2 separate regions of the Sus scrofa genome follow, and region 1 is linked to region 2. The links are chromatin contacts, called in public Hi-C maps. All regions are on one chromosome and are shown on one strand. The core of a region is the stretch at or near the end of the contact, and the rest is flanking DNA. Distances in the headings are between cores, read along the strand shown.

Region 1 (4,194 bases), core at 318-2,817, 150 kb after region 2:
CTGATTCCCCCTACTTCTTTTTTTCCCAAAATTGGTTTTAACTATTATAGTTCTTTTGTCTTTTCATATAAATATTAGAATAATCTTATCTATATCTGTAGAATGTCTTGCTAGAATTTTGGTAGGAGTTTCTTTAAAGTTGTATATCAGTTTGAGGAGAAGAGACATCTTTTTTGTGTTTAGTCTTCTAATGAATGAACATGGCATCTCCGTTTATTTATACCTCTTTGATTTCTTTCATCAGCATTTTGTTGTTTTCAACATATGGGCCTTGTATATGTTCTTAGATTTATACCTAAGTTTTTGGTTTTGTTTTGAGTGTTTATAAGTGGTATTGGATGATTAATTTTGATGTCCAGGAGTTCCTGTTGCGGTGAAGTGGAAACAAATCTGACTAGTATCCATGAGGACACAGGTTTGACCCTTGGCCTTGCTCAGAGATCCAGCGTGGCCATGAGCTGTGGTGTGGGTCGCAGATGCAGCTCATATTCTGCATTGCTATGGCTGTGGTATAGGCCGGCAGCTGTAGCACTGATTCGACTTCTAGCCTAGAAACTTCCATATGCCCCAGGTGTGGCCCTAAAAAGCAAAAAATAAATAAATAAATAAATAAATTTTTTGATGTCCATATTTTTATTGCAAGGATATAGAAAATCAATTGGTCTTTCTGTGTTGATTTTGTATCCTTTAACCTTGCTGAACCTTTGTACTAGTTCTGGAATTTTTTTCTAAATTCCTGAGTATTTTCTGCAAGTAGAGGTATTTTATTGTTTCCTTTCTGATGTGTTTCCCTTTTTTTTCCTTTTCTAACCTTATTGTACTACTCTCTCATTTATTTATTTAATCATTTATTTATATCAGAATAGACTTTAGCACATTTATTTTATTATTTTTTTCTTTCAGTCTATTTGCTGTCTTTGGTTCAGATTGGGTTATTCTGTTGTTTTAGCTCTCAGTTCACTGATTCCCTCCTCTGTCCCTTTTCATTCTGCTGATGAGCCCAAACATTGTGCTTTTTGCTTTGGTTATTGTATTTTTCAGTTCTAAAATTTCCATTTGGTTCTTCTTTAGATTTTTCTGGGTTTTTGATGACACTTCCTGTTTCTTTGCTGAGGCTATCTGCTCATTTAAGGATTTCTGTAATTGCTGACTTAAGCATTTTTGTCATGTCTGCTATAAAATCATAGCTGGGTAATTCTATCATCTCTATCATCTTTATATTGGCATCTGTTGTCTTCTTTTGTCCATATAGTTTGAGATCTTCCTAGTTCTTGGTATGACAAACGATTATTGACATTTTCATCTTGTGTTATGAGATTCTGGATCTGTTTTAACTAGTTTCTGCTCTGGCCAGGGATTAATGGGGTCTGGGTTGTGCCTTCTTGGTAGTACTGAGATGAGGATAGAAGTTCAGGGTTCCTGTGGGGCCTCTGTTTTCACCCCAGAGAATGTTTCTCATTACTACTAGATTGGGGTGAAAGTTCCAGTTCCCATTAGGCTTCCCCTGATCCTTACTTGGCTGGAAGGTAGGAGTGCCTTGTTACTGCCCTCCTATGGCTGTGACTGACCCTGTGGTGGTGGGTGTTGGCCTTATTACCACTTGGTGACTGTGAAAGTCTTGACTCTCCTTTTGGCCTCTCACAGCATCTAGTGGGAAGAAGGAAGACTACCTCCTTATTACCCACACCTGCAGAGACAAAAGGCCTGACTCCCAACTCAGCCCTCTCCAACACTGATTTGTTGCAGACTCACGAGGATGGAAGTCCAGGCTCTCCACGTGGCCTTTGCTGGCATGGCTGTAGCAGGGCTGCAGCTTTTTTTCAGTGGTTTTTGGCTGGAGTAGAGCAGTAAGCCTCTATGAGTTTCTCTCTTACTAGGTTATCCCTTTTCCGGGTCTGGCTGGGGAGAGCCGGCTTTCACTGGGCTTTTTTTGTCTGCGTCCATTGGAGTTTTCAGTTTGCTGACTTCTTCAGTTTTTAGTCTGGAAAATATGTTAGGCAAAAAGAAAACCCAGGCAACTCACCACCATGTTGTTCCTTGGGTCCCAAAGTTCCTAATCAGTCTGCTTTCTTTTATTCACATTTCAGACTCTTGTTCTTATGTTTGTTTTATGTATAATGTACAAAGTATTTAGCAGGAAGAATAGGGGAAATACATCTACTCCACCTCACTAAAAGCAGAAGTCTTCTGTTTATGCTTTTTAGGAAACAAACACTTTACATCATTTAGTAAGGCTTAAGAAGGAAGCAGAGATAAACGCATGTATTCAACGTAATATTTTAAACAGTTTGTTGCTATTTTTAATCAAAAGTCCTATGTGATGTTTTTAACCCCCACTTGACTCAGACTTTGGTCAGATAGAGGCCAAAACCCAAGCCCTACCTCTCTGAGTTTGTGAGAGTGTAATATATATATTACATATTATTGATTGTTGTAATATATATATTACATATTGTTGTATATATTACATATTGTTTGAATTTGCCTGAAGAAACCCTGGAAAGATGAGAGAGAAAGAGGGAAGGAAGAAGGGAAGAAGGGAGAGAAGGAATGAGAACTGGAGTTGAAAATACTTGTCTACTATGTTTTGCTTTTTGAGTGTTAATATGTTACTTACTTTTTAAAATTCAATTTTAAGCTGTTTTCTTGCTTAGATGAGTAAGCAGGGATCCATAGAGCCTTCAGATTGAGCAGGAACAAGCAGGTCCTGTCAACGTTATGTCCTCCTTTGGGAAGGTTTCCAACTAGAGAGCTCAGGGCAGCACCGTAGATCCAAGTGTCTGTGGACTGCGTCTTTGGGTGAGGGCACCAGAGGTCTGTGAGCAGGATGGGAAATCCAGGCTGGATGTTCGGTGTCATTGCTGCTATATATAATGGCTTCTGATCCATGATTTGCTGTTAATTTTTAGAGAACTTTCTAAGACTAAAAGCACTGCAGCCTGCCGTTAACTGTGTTCTTTTACATTTGGCAAATGATTTGGTTAAAGGGGTAGAAGACACATTTATCAATTATGTGCCTCAGATAAAGTTGGAACAACTGCACAAGGTGATAGAGTCAGGATCCCAAATGATTCTTACAGATTGGAGCAATGGACTGATTCTAATGAGATGAAATAGCAAGTTAAGGTCATGTACTTGGATTTTTATTTTATTGTAATCAACTTTACGAGCACAGTTCTGGGAAGGTAGAGATTAAAAGCAGCAGGAATAGAACAAGACTCAAGTATTTTAGTGGCCAGTTAACTTGATATGAATGTATAGTATGAGGTGGCAGCCAAAAGAAAAAAGAGTGTAATTTTTTAGCTACATTAGTAAAATTAGTAGAAAGGGATGGTGCTGGTCTACTCTGCATGTGTCAGACCAGGCCTGGGGTATTTCATTCATTTCCTGGGCCCATTCTTATAAAAAGGAGTTAGACAAAGCAAAGCATTTAAATGTGGGAGTAGCCAAAATGTAGGTGTGACTAAACACCAAGTCAAAGAATGTGGGTATGTTTAACCTAGAGAAGAAAAAACTTAGCATCTAAACAGCAATATTTCAGTTGTTTGAAAAGTGAAAAAATAGACTAGTCTTATTCTTTTTTTCTGAAGAAGACAATCTAGCATCAGAAGGTGGAAGCTTTTAGCTGGATGTAGGGAAGAGCAACAATGAAGGCTGTCTGTAGATGAGCCGAAGACCCAACGAAATGACAGTAATCTGAGAAAACTTCCTGTCAAAAGGCAATAGCAGGGGAGTTCCTGCTGTGATGCAATGGGATCAGCAGTGTCTTGGGAGCACTGGGATGCAGGTTCAATCCCTGGCCCTGCACAGTGGGTTAAGGATCCCGAGTTGCCACAGCTTCAGCTTAGGTTGAAACTCTGGCTTGTATCCGGTTCCTAGCTGGGGAACTCCACATGCCACAGCCAAAAGAGAGGAAAGAGAAAAAAAAAAAAAAAAAAGTCAGTAGCAGGAATTCACACATGGGCTGCCTGGATACTCTAGATCAGTGCTACTCTAAGGATCTTGTTTTCTTTTTCCCTCTGGTATGCTTGTTTATTTTATTTTTTCCCCAGCTTGTCATACTACTTTTCTTTGTAAATTGAGATAAAATTCATCCTTTTAAATATAAGTATGATTTAAATATAATTCAGTGATTTTTACTTTACAAGGTCATTTACCATATCACCATTTGTCAAATTCCAGAATATTATTTTC
Region 2 (4,166 bases), core at 389-2,888:
GGATTAGTGGGGAACAAAACAGACTTTTGAGTCAGATGAACATAGATTCAATTCTTGGCTTGATAATAATCCAATGACCTTGAGAAAGTTTTAAGCCTCTCTATGTCTTTACTTTTTCATCGGTGCAATATTTTCGGATTGTTGTGAGGATTAAAAACAACATAGGCAAGGTATCTGGCATAAAGGAGGTACCATTATTAATAACACCCATAATAATTAATGATCTGTATTTTCCTACCTCCTCCTTCTAGATCATGAACTCCTTGAGGCAGGGCCTTCCCTTGTTTTAGGTACAGTAAAACTTAGTTGTAATAGCAGGGCTCAAATATGTCATAGACTGACATTCCATTTGATAGAGTTGCCTTAACAACCTTAAGTACCCCGTACGGTCAGGTCACCCAAGATGGCTATGCTCATGCTCTCTGTACATCCCCTGCTGTCCAGTCCCTGCTTCACCTACACCCTACTCACAGCATTGATCTTCTCTCTTAATCATAGATCCTAATCAGTAAAAGCCTGTGTACTTGGCCCTGGCCCCAGCTAGTGATTGCTCTAATCTTTAGATCAGAACTATCTCCTCTAGGATAGTTTATCATGGGGGTGATGAGGGATGTGTCCCTCTGCTGGTTTCCCTGGTAACAGATGGGCCAACCTGATGTCAATTCCACCTGTAATTCATAATTTTCCTTTTTCCTTACAGGCGAAGACTGCTGCTACGTCCTGCCCACCATCTGCCACACATGGTGGGGTGTTGTTCCAGGACCTTGCTTCAGACATGTAAGCTCCCTCATCCATTAAACCACTGATGTCTAGGTCACTGACTCCTGCTCCTTCTTCAATCTTGAGGCTGGGCAGTTACAGGGTTTGCAGGACTTCAGGGTACCACCCAACAACCACAGATGGGGTGACTTGAGCCACAGAAATTTTTCTTACAGCTCTGGAGGTTAGAAGTCTAAGATCAAGACATTGGCAAGATTGGTTTCGCCTGAGGCCTTTCTCTTTGGCTTGTAGATGGCTGTCTTCTACGTCTTCACTTGCTTTTCTCTCTGTTCATGTCTATGTCCTAAATTCTTCTTCTAAGGATACTAGCCATATTGAATTAAAGCCAATCCTAATGACCTCATTTTAGCTTCACTACCGCTTTTAAGGTCCTATCTCCAAATACAGTCTCCAGAGACAGTCACATTCTGAAGTACTGGAGGTTAGCACTTCAACATATGAATTTGGGGGGCAGAATAATTCAGTCCATTACAATTAATTTCTACAAATAATATGCTATTGCAAAGGTATGCATGATAAGGCAAGCCTTGAGGATAAGGGACGCATTTAGTTCTGTCCTCCTCAATCCTGGTTCTATAATAATGCTCCATTGCATTTATAGTCTTCCTTTTTCAGATCTCCAAAGCATCTTCACTTGCATTATTTGACTTCACTGTGTCACCTTAAAGGGCCCTGGATTAGGTTGCATGAACATAACTGACCAGGGATCCAGACACAAGGTTGACCAGAATGGTCAACAGGGGGCACTGTGAACAAGCACTGAGAAATCCAAGGAGAAACTGCTGTGGTTCTGAACCCAGACTGGAGCAGGCCCAGCATCCTACCAGCTGACTCGAGCACCCCTGGATGTGGGTGCCTGGCTATTGGCTGGGCTCAGGCTGAACCATGGTTGCCTTCCAGGGCATCTCACCACAAATTAGGTCCCAGTCCCGGACCTGTCCCAACATAAGCACTCTCCTCCCAGGCTTAGGAACTGAGGGGACCACACAGGAAGTTCAGTGGGAGCCCAGCCAGCCTTCCAACCCTGCCCCGGTCCCAAGAAATTAAGTGCTGATGTATGTATGGTAAAACCTGTATCCACAGGGGTGGCAGGGGCCCAGTGGTGGACACCCTGTGCACAGCAAGCAGGTTGAACTGGATTTATACCCTGATGCTGGCCCTGAAGAAGGGTCTAGTGCTTTGAGGTCTTAGTTACTTTCCTTCACTGCTCCATCTTCTCGGTGTTTCCCTTGCTTTGATTGTCGGGAGTAGATGTTGGTATTTTGTCAGCTCATTTATAGTTGAAGTCCTGTGGTGGATGGATGCTTTTGGTCCTCATGTCATCCTTTGGAGAAAGTCAGTCCCCCATTCCATGGGATCTGGATGAGGCTGCCAATCATGATGCTCTCATGGATCTTCCCCGACCCCCAGCCCAGGGCCCAGCCTCCACAGATGGGAGACAGCCAGGGCTTGCGGTGCTATTGACCTGGCAGGAGAAATGCCTCCAAAAGAGGGAGGTCAGAAATGTTCTCAGAATCCAGGCTAGAATCTCACAAAGCTTGGAGAGATGTTACCCAGCACTGGGAACACATTTGGGACAGAGATGCAGACTGCGGACTGTCCCTGTCCCTTCTCTTGGGGAGGACAGAGCAGCGGAGAGTGAAGTTTCTATGAATTGGGTTTTGCTCTTGCTGTACTGGAATTCTTCCATTCAAGGCAGGTGGCCTGGCCTTCGTATCCCTTCATCAGGTGAATCTGTGTTGTTGGGTAGAAAGCTGAAGCTGCCAAAACATATTTTCTTTTCTCATTTGTGTGTGTGTGTGTGTTATTGAGAAAGAGAGAGAGAAAGAGGATTAAGAGAGAGAGAAAAGCTAAACTTCTCCAAGCCCCAAACTCCTTCAAGACTTAGGTGCCTGAGGGAGACAGGTGATGCCAACAAGAAGTGGAAATAGAGTTCCCTAGTGGATCAGTGGTTAAGGACCGGGCCTTACTATTGTGGAAAGTAACATAATGTCTTTTCTATCAAAGGAAATCTTGCTTACTCCATTTTGCCCTGGTTTTGGCTGAAACCCCTTCCTCTTTACCTCTTTTCCTAGCAACAATTTGTTTCAATTAGCCAACCGGGAAGAATGTGCGCCCTGACCTGACCAATGGGAGGGGGACAGGTACATCACCTGTGTTAGGGATAAATAGGGGAGGGTCCTTTGTTCAGCACAAGCTTTTTGGAGTACCCACGCCCTTCAGCAGAAGTAGAGTCTTGTCAAGATCTCCCCGTCCACGCATCTCACTTTCCGACACTGACGATCCCAGCCAGAGTTATCTTAATTCCCAATGCTGCTGTGGCTTGGGTCGCTGCTATGGTCCGGGTTTTATCTTTGCCCCTGGGACTTCCACATGCCACAGGTACTGTCTCTCCTCCCCCCCCCCCCCCCCCCCCCCCCGCCACCACCACCCTCTCACCCCACCCTCCCACCAAAAAGTATAAGCAATGGAAGGACAGAGGAGGAGATCTGGGGCCTGTTAACATCAGGTAGCTGAGGCCCACATAATCATGTTATGGGGGTGTTGATGTGCTGGAGCCCCATCTAACAGCTCATGGGAGCTGAATGGTCACTTTTCAGGAATTTTGCTGACTGGTTGACCCTACTGCAGTAGCTTGAAATCAGCCAGGGTGGGAGTGTTTATACTACAGAAAATGGCACATGCTGTGAGTCAGGGCTCCTCCACCCCCACCCCCACCTTTATCCCAAAGCCAATTACTAAGCATTTACCTTTGCATATCAGAGTGACCTTTCTCTCAATTTCACCTTTCAGACAAATAACTCCTTCCTTGGGGAGAATGAATGACAGTGGGAGACAAGTGCTCAGCTCTAAAAGGCAGACTGCAAAGTTCTTTATGGAAATATGTGGAGATGGAAATAGAGGGCATGTCCCTCCCTCCCTTCCTTCCTTCTTTCCTTCATAATAATACCTACACTGGAAATTTTAGAAAGCAATAGGAGGCAGCAGAAAATGATGGTTGTGAGCAAAGCTTTGGGATTAGAATTTGGATTCACACCCAGCTCTTAACACTCTCTAGCTGTGTGATGTTTTACACAATACAGTTGGAGTGAGAAATATCTTGATATGTATTTGGGGCAGAAGCCAAGCCACTCTGTTCATCAGCTCTCTCAAAAGATCTTGATGGTCCCAAAGAGGCCTGCCTTCTCCTTTGCTGAGCCACTGCTACAAATGGTGACGGCAGTCCACAAACCTGGTCCACAAACCTGGTGGATAGGATCTGGGTGTTATCCTGACAACCTGTGAAGAACCCAGGCCCCAACAGTCCGAGAAGCTCTTGTCTGCCTCTTCTAAAAACAAAATGCCACATGGTCCTGAACATCTGTCCTTTGGTCCTTTTTATGAGG

What was found. Hi-C and Micro-C count contacts between places; a contact is called where the count stands out from the background.
Region 1: a contact with region 2 is called in a Hi-C map of retroperitoneal adipose tissue, with 1.9 times the contacts expected there. The contact joins two enhancer-like sites. A contact is called at or near these places in 1 of 5 promoter capture datasets (liver), 18 of 47 Hi-C or Micro-C datasets (alveolar macrophages, embryonic fibroblasts, fetal liver and 9 more) and 1 of 2 datasets of contacts at active chromatin or transcription factors (alveolar macrophages).

The regions. Positions count from the first base shown.
Region 1 is chr3:72,876,419-72,880,612 of Sscrofa11.1, forward strand. The region is part of intron 3 of AAK1 (AP2-associated protein kinase 1); the gene reads left to right. Among named protein-coding and RNA genes, the nearest start is that of TRNAE-UUC, 73 kb to the left of the region's middle. Within about 2 kb of position 1,568, at least 11 of the 83 cell types and tissues checked have an H3K27ac peak or open chromatin away from gene starts, as enhancers often do. A contact at or near this core is called in retroperitoneal adipose tissue and subcutaneous adipose tissue, where this site is marked.
Region 2 is chr3:72,727,378-72,731,543 of Sscrofa11.1, forward strand. No RefSeq gene overlaps it. Among named protein-coding and RNA genes, the nearest start is that of AAK1, 65 kb to the right of the region's middle. Within about 2 kb of position 1,639, at least 6 of the 83 cell types and tissues checked have an H3K27ac peak or open chromatin away from gene starts, as enhancers often do. A contact at or near this core is called in retroperitoneal adipose tissue and subcutaneous adipose tissue, where this site is marked.